Linked DNA regions of Macaca mulatta: all the other regions are linked to region 2. A link is a contact called in public Hi-C data. All regions are on one chromosome and are shown on one strand. Each heading gives the region's core, a stretch centred on a gene start, on an enhancer-like site or on the middle of the called end of the contact. The rest is flanking DNA. Distances are from core to core; before and after follow the strand shown.

Region 1 (3,075 bases), core at 110-2,609, 65 kb before region 2:
CTTTTTTTAAAAGTTAGCTGGGCATGATGGTGTGCACCTGTAGTCCTAGCTATTCAGGAGGCTGAAGCTGAAGGATCCCTTGAGCCCATGATTTAGAGGCTGATTTTATATTATATAAAATAAGCTATGCTGCATTTTCAAAGGGCTGTTGAGAACTGTTTAGGGGAAATGCAGTTTGTCAAGTGTCTTTTCATGCTTAGGGCTTCACCATGTCAGCTAGCTCTGCTTTGCTGCTGTGGTGCTTTCTGTTCCAGAGGGTGAAATGGAGATGTGCAGAACTGGCCTCCTGAAAAAACTGTGATGTGGCCGTGATAACTGGATTCTTAGGAATCTTAGAAAAACTCGGAATAGCCTAAATCAGAGGTCCTCAACCCCCAGCCACTGTCCAGTACCCTTCCATGGCCTGTTAGGAACCGGGCCACACAGCAGGAGGTGCGCGGCGGGCCAGCAAGCATTACAGTCTGAGCTCCGTCTCCTGTCAGATTCTCATAGGAGCGCAAACCCTATTGTGAACTGAGCGTGTGGGAGATTTTGTGCACTCCTTATGAGATTCTAATGCCTGCTGATCTAAGATGGAACGGTTTCATCCCAGAACCATTCCCTCCCACCTCCCCCACCCCATATCCGTGGAAAAATTGTCTTCCACAAAACCGATCCCTGGCACCAAAAAGAAGTGGGGAACACTGGCCTAAATGACACAGTCACCACCTAAGATCCTAGGAGGCCACTGGGCTCTTCATTTATCCAGCACCACAGTGTACACCAATTGTTTCCAAATGCCAGCTCGTGCACCTGCCGCCTCAAAATCACCCCAGATCTTTTGTAGGGCCCCAACTTATCAGACTCGTGGAATCAGCCTCTCTGGAATCTAAAATAAGCTCGCTAGGTGACTCGGAAGCATCGTCAGGACTGGGAACTCTACCAAAGTAACAGTGCAGATAAACATGACTGCATTTAGAAACCAGGAAGCTCAGACCTTACAGACTCTATATATGGAAGACACCAAATGTTCTGAGCTCTACCAGCCTGATGCTCAAGCATGGAAAAGTCTTAGCATTCTCTCTGGCTTCAAAAGGTTCAAATGTGAGGCTGTGTCTCCTCCCAGCTTCTTGTTAGTCAGGTTTCTGACTGGAGCCCTGGATGAGACTCTGAAACACTGATGTATGAGGGATGTGGTGGGACAGTGCTGACCAAAGAACCAGCCTAAATCTCCTTCTTTGGCCTTATGATAACAGACAAAAGCCCTTTTGGGGAGCAATTGATGGTAGGGAGGATGTTAAATTAGACACTGGGATTGGTTCAACTGGCTAGAAAACTGGTGTGAAGACAGGTACTAGGTCTAAGGCTGGGCCATGGTGCTAGTATGAGGTGGCCCTGCCCAAGGAAGAGCCGCTGCTTTCTCAAGGAATTTGTACAGACTTAGGCCATTGGGTAGTAGCGGGAGACAGGAGGTATGGAGATTCAGGGAGAACTGTCTGGTCTTAAAGCTCAGAATCAATTTTAGGAGCTCTGCTTTCTCTGGGAGAAACTAGTTCTCTTCACTTGATCAAAGTGAGCTGAGGCTAAGGTAGGCCTGCGTCCAGACTGTAAATGGAGATGTTGGCCCTGGAGGTGGATCATCAAGGGTGGCCACCCTCTCCTAGACCTAACCTGCCCCTTCATAGAGGGAAGAGAAATTTTCCTACTTCTATGTAAATGCACTGAAGGTTTAATTTCCAAGCTCCAACTGGGATTCTAGAGAAGCAGGCGATAACACTTTGCTATTTTGGGATGTAGCTGTGCAAATAAATCTCCTTTTAAAAGTCAAAAGCAGTTTCTCAAAGTCCTAATAGTGTTCTGCATATAGTTGGTTGTCAATAAATGTATGGCAAATTAATGACAATAGGTCAGTTCTCTCACCCTGAAAGTAAGTGATATCTGCATATAAAAAGGTAGCCTCTCCTATGATGTGAGGCATGCTAATATCATGTATTTTCTAGTGTCTTGAATCAACACTAAACTACCTGCCCACAACGACTTGCAGTAATCCTTTGTGCTTTGAAAGCACACTACTTCTGTGGAGGAATAAATGGATAAAAGATTCATATGAGCCAGGCACGGTGGCTCACGCCTGTAATCCCAGCACTTTGGGAGGATGAGGCAGGTGGATCACCTGAGGTTGGGAGCTCGAGACCAGCCTGCCCAACATGGTGAAACCCCGTCTCTACTAAAAATACAAAAAAAAAAAAAAAAAAATTAGCCGGGAGTGATGGCGAGCACCTGTAATCCCAGCTACTCTGGAGGCTGAGGCAGGAGAATCGCTTGAACCCAGGAGGCAGAGGATGCAGTGAGCCGAGATCGCGCCACTGCACTCCAGTCTGGGTGACAAGAGCAAAACTCTGCCTCAAAAAAAAAAAAAAAAAAGATTCACATGAAAATGTCTTCATGGATTAAGGAATGTTAGATAAATACTTCAGAGAGAACAAAAGAACACTGCTGTGAACACTCTTTCCGTAAATATCAATCCTTGGTTAAACCCCACATAATAGGGAGCCACTGTTCCCCACAGCTCCATGTAGTCTGGGACCAGGTGAACCAAGGGTCCCAAGCAGAGGCCTAAGCAGACTAACAAGCTTTTGTCTTATTGAGTTGGAAATGAATGGGAACAGGATTCTGGGAGATGTGGAAGAGCGGGAGAAATGAGAAAAGACAAAGGCAGCCTGGAGGGAAGACAGATCCTTCCGTGGGGAGAGAGAAGGATGTAGTATCTGCTCTAGGGAAGGGAGCTTTGAAGCGCTGGGGAGGGAGTAGGAGGGGGAGGGAGTAGGAGGTGGAGGGAGGGACAGATAGATTTTAGGGAGTTTTTGGTGTGATATCATTGCTTTCTCTGTCTCCATACAAAACCTGCTGTAATATTTCTGTCAGTCATCAGTGCTGTCAGAGTTGAATTTGTGTTTTCACTGGGAGAGTGAGAGATGCGTTTTCAATATGAGACCTCTAGGTAAAAAGAAGGGTAAGAGAAGAATTGGCCCAAGAAGATCGTTCCATTCAGAATATATTAGACATTACTATATGCTTATCCTTTTAACTCTAAAA
Region 2 (3,112 bases), core at 528-3,027:
GAAATGTTGTAGAGAAGATACGCAGGGAGCCCATATAGGAAGGAGTGTTGGAGTGATTACTCGGGAGATTTTTCTGTAGAATCCTAGGTCGCACATCCGCATTTTTCTCTCTCTGCTGGAAAGAGAGAAAATCGTAGGTTGAGTTATAACAAAGAGAACATTGGTTCCTGCTGCCAAGGAGCCCTAATGCTCTATGGGTCCTTTTCTAGAGGGCAAGGACTCCCTTCTGCCAAAAACACTACAAAAAAGATGGCTTCGGTGAGGAGGATTAACTCTTTGTAGTTCGAAACATTGGATTCCGCATAATGACGTTGAGCCAAGGAAATGATAAGCTTTCCTGTGCCCGCCCCACCCCCCAGGGTGGCATGAATATGAGTATGATTTATTTATTCTGTCGCATTTCTTCAAACATCATTGACTCTATTTGTGTCTATTCTTACTGGATTATGCTGTGATATTTAGGATGCACTTAAAATGGACATCAAAGAAAGCACTTGCTTATTCCCGGCATTTAATATGAGCATCTAATTAAGTTCAGGTTATTGTGTTAACTATTGTTCAAATCCATAGAGTTTATTAAACTACCTAATTTTCATATAATTCTACTGCAATTAGTGGTTATGTATTCATTCAACTGCTCAGATGAAACACATTAAATCTGGATACGGAGAGTGAATTGTTTTCATTTACCTAACTGTTAGACTTGATCATAAATGTTTATTAGAGTAAGATACACAGTTTTTGTTTGAATTCATGTCTTTAGTGCATCCACCATCGATTGCTGTAGACAGAATTTGCACGGTGTTTACCTTCATAAGTGTCTTGACCATCAATTACTTTTGCCTAAGTTTGTTTTTTTAAAAACACATTTTAGGGATTCTCTATCCTTCTCCTGATTTCATGAATACTTTTTAAAAACTTCCTCTTTGGGCTGGGTGCAGTGGCTCATGCCTGTAATCCTAGCACTTTGTGAGGCCGAGGCGGGCGGATTACCTGAGGTCAGGAGTTCGAGACCAGCCTGGCCAATACAGAAAAGCCCCATCTCTACTAAAAACACAAAAAATTAGTTGGCTGTGGTGGCGTGTGCCTGTAATCCCAGCTACTCAGGAGGCTGAGGCAGGAGAATCACTTGAACCAGGGAGGCAGAGATTGCAGTGAACTGAGGTCACACCATTGCACTCCAGCCTGGGCACCAAGAGTGAAACTCTGCCTTAAAAAACAAAAAAACAAAAACAAACAAACAAAAAAAACCACACACACACAAACAAAAAAACCTTCCTCTTTGAGAGGAATTTTAAACTTTTGCAATGGGTATGGAGAAAAATGTAGTCCCTAGTACCTTTTATCCTCACAGAGAGAATGAGAACTGCCAGACAGGAACACTCTCAAACCATTGCCACTGAACCCAGAAATGCACAGAAATGTAGAAGCCCATCCCTCCTCCAAACAAAGCCACTGCTCTCTGTGTGCTCTGAATCACAGCCTCTCCAGCCTTCTTGATAACCTTCATCTGAGACTTCCATCCTCCCACTCAACTTGCCACTTCCTTCAGTACTTAAATATCCTCCAAATTTCTCGTATTTATATAACACCTCCCACCTTGACCCAATGCCCTATTATCGACTATTGGCTCTATCTGTCCCCACATTTGGAACTGTACTTCCAGAAGACCATCTCCATTCCTTTACAACCAGTCATTGTATTTCTTCGCCATAGTCTGGCTTCTGCTGCCACCACTCTACTGAAGCTGGTTTTATCAAGCTTACCCATCGCCTCCCTGTGTTAAATGCATTAGATGCTCCTCAGTCCTTAGTTTCCTTGGCTTCTTGGTGACATTTGTCATCACTGACTTTCCTTCTTTTGGAAGCAGTCTCTCCCCTTGGTTCCTGCAAAGCAACCTTCTCCTAGTTAGTCTCATATCTCTGGCTCCTTCTCAGTTTATTACTTGCTCCTCTTCTTCTTGACTTTTCCATATTCCTTAGGATTCCATCTTTGTCCCTTTTATCACTCGACACACTCTCTCTGGGCCATGTCTTCATGGCTTTTGTTCACATCTATACCTGCTAACTCCCAAATCTGTATCTCCCTGGCACCCATCCATTCACACAGCAGTATTTCTCATGTACAAACCTGATTGCATCACCTCACAGAATATCCTTTTCAGTGTCTTCCCATTGCGTTTATGATCAAACCAACTTTCTTTGCAGGAACAACAAAGCCTTCCAGGATCTGGCCGCACCTTGCTCTCCAGCCTCTATCTCTTTCCAGTCTTCTAGAATTCTACATTCCAGCCATGCTGGACCTCCTTCAGTGTCTTGAATGGTCCATGCTCTTCCCACTCTTAACCTTCCTTCAACCAACTATTTCTACCCAGAACCCTCTTCTACTGGCCTTCCTACCTGTCACTTTCAGACATCTGGTTAAGCATTGCGTCCTTTTGGGAGAATTTTCTCTAGGGTATGTTACCTCCTGCAAACTTACTATCTCATAGCACTTCCACAGATTTCCTATCGAAATGTCCACTATTGATATTCCTTCTTAACTATTTACTGCTTTATCCTACCTTCTAGCATAACACCTGTTATACATCAGGTAATCAAAATTATTTGTTGAAAGAATTTACCTAAATGATAATAGCATTATCTGAGGATTCATGTTTTGAGAATTTTCACATCCCTTCAGGGGGGTCACCCTTGGGTATTCTCCCATTTGCTAATCACCCGCTGCTTCCAAACCAGCCTGCTCATTCATAACAGTTGGGCTCTTCCATGAAATTGTGGAGGAAAAGGCTGCAACACCCAGGCAGCTGTGCTGATCTCCAGGTGTAGGATACAGTGTGAGTTTCATTGAAAAGGTGTCTAACATCTGATTCAAACAACTCCTGGCTGTTTTATCTTCAGACCGGCTGAGTAGTTTGTACATATACTCTGAAACCTGCTTTGAATATTATGATTAATAGATGATCACAAACATTGTCCTTTTTTTTTTTTCTTTTTTTTTTTTTGAGATGGAGTCCCACTCTGTGCTCCAGGCTGGAGTGTAGTGATGTGATCTCGACTCACTGCAACCTCCACCTCCCAAGTAGCTGATTACAGGCATGTGCCACCACACT
Region 3 (3,433 bases), core at 442-2,941, 110 kb before region 2:
ATATTCATTAAAGAGATCAGGAAGTGGGTTTGTCCTCATTAAGGCATAATCGCAGCAGACCACAGAGCATAGTGGAATATGAAGCTGTGGTTTAGCCAAGGAAACTATAAGGAACGAACCTGATAGACATGAGAAATAGGAGCAGGAAACCACAGCACTGTTATGCTGAAGCTGTGTAACAGACTTTTCCCCGTGGTCATTTTGCCTAAATCAACTAAAACCATGTCTAATATATTTAGCACCTATGAGGAACTCACTTCTCCTCCCTCTCCTCTTCTTCTTGTGTGCATGTGACTGTCTTACTGGACAACCTTTATTTCAAAAGCAGTGTTGTGAGAACCCAGCATATGGCTCTTGCTCAAGAGCCTCTCCTCAATCCTGAATTGTAGCCCAAGACATCACAGATCACTGAGCTGGGGTGTGGGAGGTCCTCAGGCTGTTGTCTTAAAGCTAGTAGAGGGCAGAGCTCAGATATGAACACAGGCAGTCGAGCTCCAGAGCCCGTGCCCTTAACCACTTCATTGCTCCTCAGTTGATTCGTGATCGTGATATCCCTAATCCCCTGACAAAAGAGAAGTACCCTGGGAGATCTAGCCAGTGGTTTACAATCATTTGAAAATTTCAAGCAGCAGAACTAGACTTATTACAATTAAAACCTGACATAGAACCTCAATGTATGAAACAGACAAAAGCAGATGTATGGTACTGAGGCTGTGGGGGACCCAGGGTTTCCAAAGCCCTGCTTGCTTAACTCTGCCAATCCGTAGGGTTCTGCAGAACACACAGTGAGAACTACATCACTCTGTTAGCAACCAAGTAAATTGAAAATTGACATGTAATAGTAAATTGACATGCTTTTTCTTTTTATCTCTTTGCCTTTCTTTCAACCAGATAAGAGAAATGAGACTCAGGACAAGTAGACAGAGCAAAGGGAAAGGGACAGAGCAAAGGGAAAGAGCCAGTGCACAGGGCGTTATCAGAGAGCAGAGCTGAGCAAGGCACTGCAGTGGGGCATCATGGTCAAGGTGAGCCGTGTGCGATCATCCGCAAGTATAGGAAAAAGGGACAGGCCATTTGTGCCTAACACCATCCCCAAGAACTTTTGAAGGAAAGGTAAAGACAGGAAACTATGAACTGGGCCAACATGTGAACAGCTTTCTGCCCTCTAGCATGCCTTCTTTTTGTCTATGCAACAATCACATGTACTTTGCACAAGCCCAGAAATGGGAACCTGGTTTTCTGTCCTTTGCTTATGTTTGTAAGCTTCCCAAGCCTACCTCAGGAAGGATGTCTATTGAGCAGATGGGTTTGTGAAATTTCCTAACAGGAGGAAGCTGTTTGCTACAACAACAGCTCAGAGGGTTCTTCTGCACTCCGCACTTCAGCAGTTGTGCCAGCTGGGTGAGGAAGAACACAAAGGGAACCAAAGCTGTGGGCTGGTGCATTTGAGTCAGAGGCCTCTTTAAATGTAACTGATGAAGAGAGAGATTGAGAGAGGATTATAATAGTCAGGCTGTCCAACTACTTAGGTAACCACACTTAGTGAGGATTCCGCAGATCCAGCAGCTGGATTTTAATTTGCCAGGCTCAGAAATTCCATTTTATCAAAGCACATGCCCTTATTTGGGCCATTATCAGTGTCCTAGATATTGTCCATTTTCCTTTAAGCCAGTCTTCATCCTTTCTTGCCCTGCCCTGTGCTTCAGGAGACTGGCACTTGGTTTCCAGTTGGCTTTGGCCAACTGGAGGCACTGCGAGGAGATCATAGTGTTGCAAAGAAAGGAGGTCAGGGGTTATTCTCCTACTTTCCTACCTTCTAGGTAGTTATGGGCTAGCTATGTCCCTTTACTGAAGGCCTGCCCCTGTGGGGTCATTCTCTTCCATCCAGCTGTCCTCTCTGGGTGTCAGTAACTGCCCCTTCCTCTGGTCTCTTCAGGCTCAGGTTGGTAAGAGTTTCGCAGACTATTCGCCGAGAATACCGCATTATCTCATGTAAGTTTTGCACACTTTATAAATCATAGCTTTTAAAAATTCTTGTTAAAGTATCCAACTGCATATGCCATCTCAGAACACTTCTGCTATTCAGTCAACATCTGTCAAACTGACAGTATGGAAACGAAGATCAGAATAACTGCCCCCGAAGACTGTGATTTTATCCTATAACTTTATTAGTTTGGATTATTACAAATAGGTTTTGTTTTGTTTTGTTTTGTTTGTTTTTGTTTTTGTTTTTGAGTCGGAGTCTCACTCTGTCATCCAGGCTGGAGCGCAGTGGTGCAATCTTAGCTCGCTGCAACCTCCACCTCCCGGGTTCAAGCAATTCTCCGCCTTAGCCTCTCAAGTAGCTGGGATTACAGGCATGCACCACCATGCCCGGCTGATTTTTATATTATTAGTAGAGATGGGATTTCATCATGTTGGCCAGGCTGGTCTCAAACTCCTGATGTCAAGTGATCTGCCCGCCTCGGCCTCCCAAAGGGCTGGGATTACACGTGTGAGCCACCACACCCAGCCACAAAGAGAACTTTCCAAAGCTCTTAAATTTGTCCTATGTACTATGCTGCCAATTTGAACAAGCTCCCTGCAGATGAACGGTAGTGCCTGGGTAATAACCTGGTTAAATATGTATAGGTGTTAAATAAGCTTACTTTTTCACTCAATTGTGTAAGATTGTAAAACCAAAACTGTATAAAAGCAGTAAATTATTAAGAGTGACTAAATATTAATAGGCTATAGTATGGCAATTCAGTGCACAGGCTTTAAGATGAGACAGATAGGGATTCACATCCATTAACTGTGGCCTTTGGAAAGTTACTTCACCTCTCCAAGTCTTGGGTTTCTCATCTGCAAAATAGTCATGATAATTGAGTGCCCACTTCTTACAGGTATTGTGAACGTTAAATGAGATTCATAAAGTATGAGTACCATGGGCATTTGAAAAATGCTAGCTATTATTATTGCTATTAGTTTTAATTTGCAATTCCCTAATGACATGATATTGAGCATTTTTTTACATTCTTATTTGTGCACTGTATATCTTCTTTGGTGAGGTATCTGTTCAGAGCTTTTGTCCATTTTATAGTTGGGTTGTTCATTTTCTTATTGTTGCATTTTTAGTGTTCTTTTTATTTTTTATATGGCAGTTCTTTATCAGATATGTCATTTACAAAAATTTGCTTCCAGTATGTGGTTTGTCTTCTCATTCTCTTGATACCACTGCTATTAGTAAGTTAAAATAATGATATACTTTAAATTATCTCAGAGTTGTCATGAGGATTATATGGGTTTATATATATATATATATATATATATATGCACACATATATTTTGTTGTTGTTGTTGTTGTTTTTGAGATGGAGTCTCACTCTGTCACCCAGGCTGGAGTGTAATGGTGCAATTTTAGCTCACTGCAACCTCTGCCTCCTGGTTTTAA

What was found. A called contact is a pair of places that touch in the nucleus more often than the background predicts.
Region 1: a Hi-C map of fetal cortical plate shows a contact between it and region 2, with 1.7 times the contacts expected there. The contact joins two enhancer-like sites. A contact is called at or near these places in 2 of 14 Hi-C or Micro-C datasets (cortical neurons and fetal cortical plate).
Region 3: a contact with region 2 is called in a Hi-C map of cortical neurons, with 2.8 times the contacts expected there. The contact joins two enhancer-like sites. A contact is called at or near these places in 2 of 14 Hi-C or Micro-C datasets (CD4 T cells and cortical neurons).

What each region holds. Positions count from the first base shown.
Region 1 is chr14:122,058,880-122,061,954 of T2T-MMU8v2.0, reverse strand. No RefSeq gene overlaps it. Among named protein-coding and RNA genes, the nearest start is that of SORL1, 67 kb to the left of the region's middle. Within about 2 kb of position 1,359, at least 7 of the 40 cell types and tissues checked have an H3K27ac peak or open chromatin away from gene starts, as enhancers often do. A contact at or near this core is called in cortical neurons and fetal cortical plate, where this site is marked.
Region 2 is chr14:121,993,811-121,996,922 of T2T-MMU8v2.0, reverse strand. No RefSeq gene overlaps it. Among named protein-coding and RNA genes, the nearest start is that of SC5D, 27 kb to the right of the region's middle. Within about 2 kb of position 1,777, at least 4 of the 40 cell types and tissues checked have an H3K27ac peak or open chromatin away from gene starts, as enhancers often do. A contact at or near this core is called in cortical neurons and fetal cortical plate, where this site is marked.
Region 3 is chr14:122,107,724-122,111,156 of T2T-MMU8v2.0, reverse strand. No RefSeq gene overlaps it. Among named protein-coding and RNA genes, the nearest start is that of SORL1, 18 kb to the left of the region's middle. Within about 2 kb of position 1,691, at least 9 of the 40 cell types and tissues checked have an H3K27ac peak or open chromatin away from gene starts, as enhancers often do. A contact at or near this core is called in cortical neurons, where this site is marked.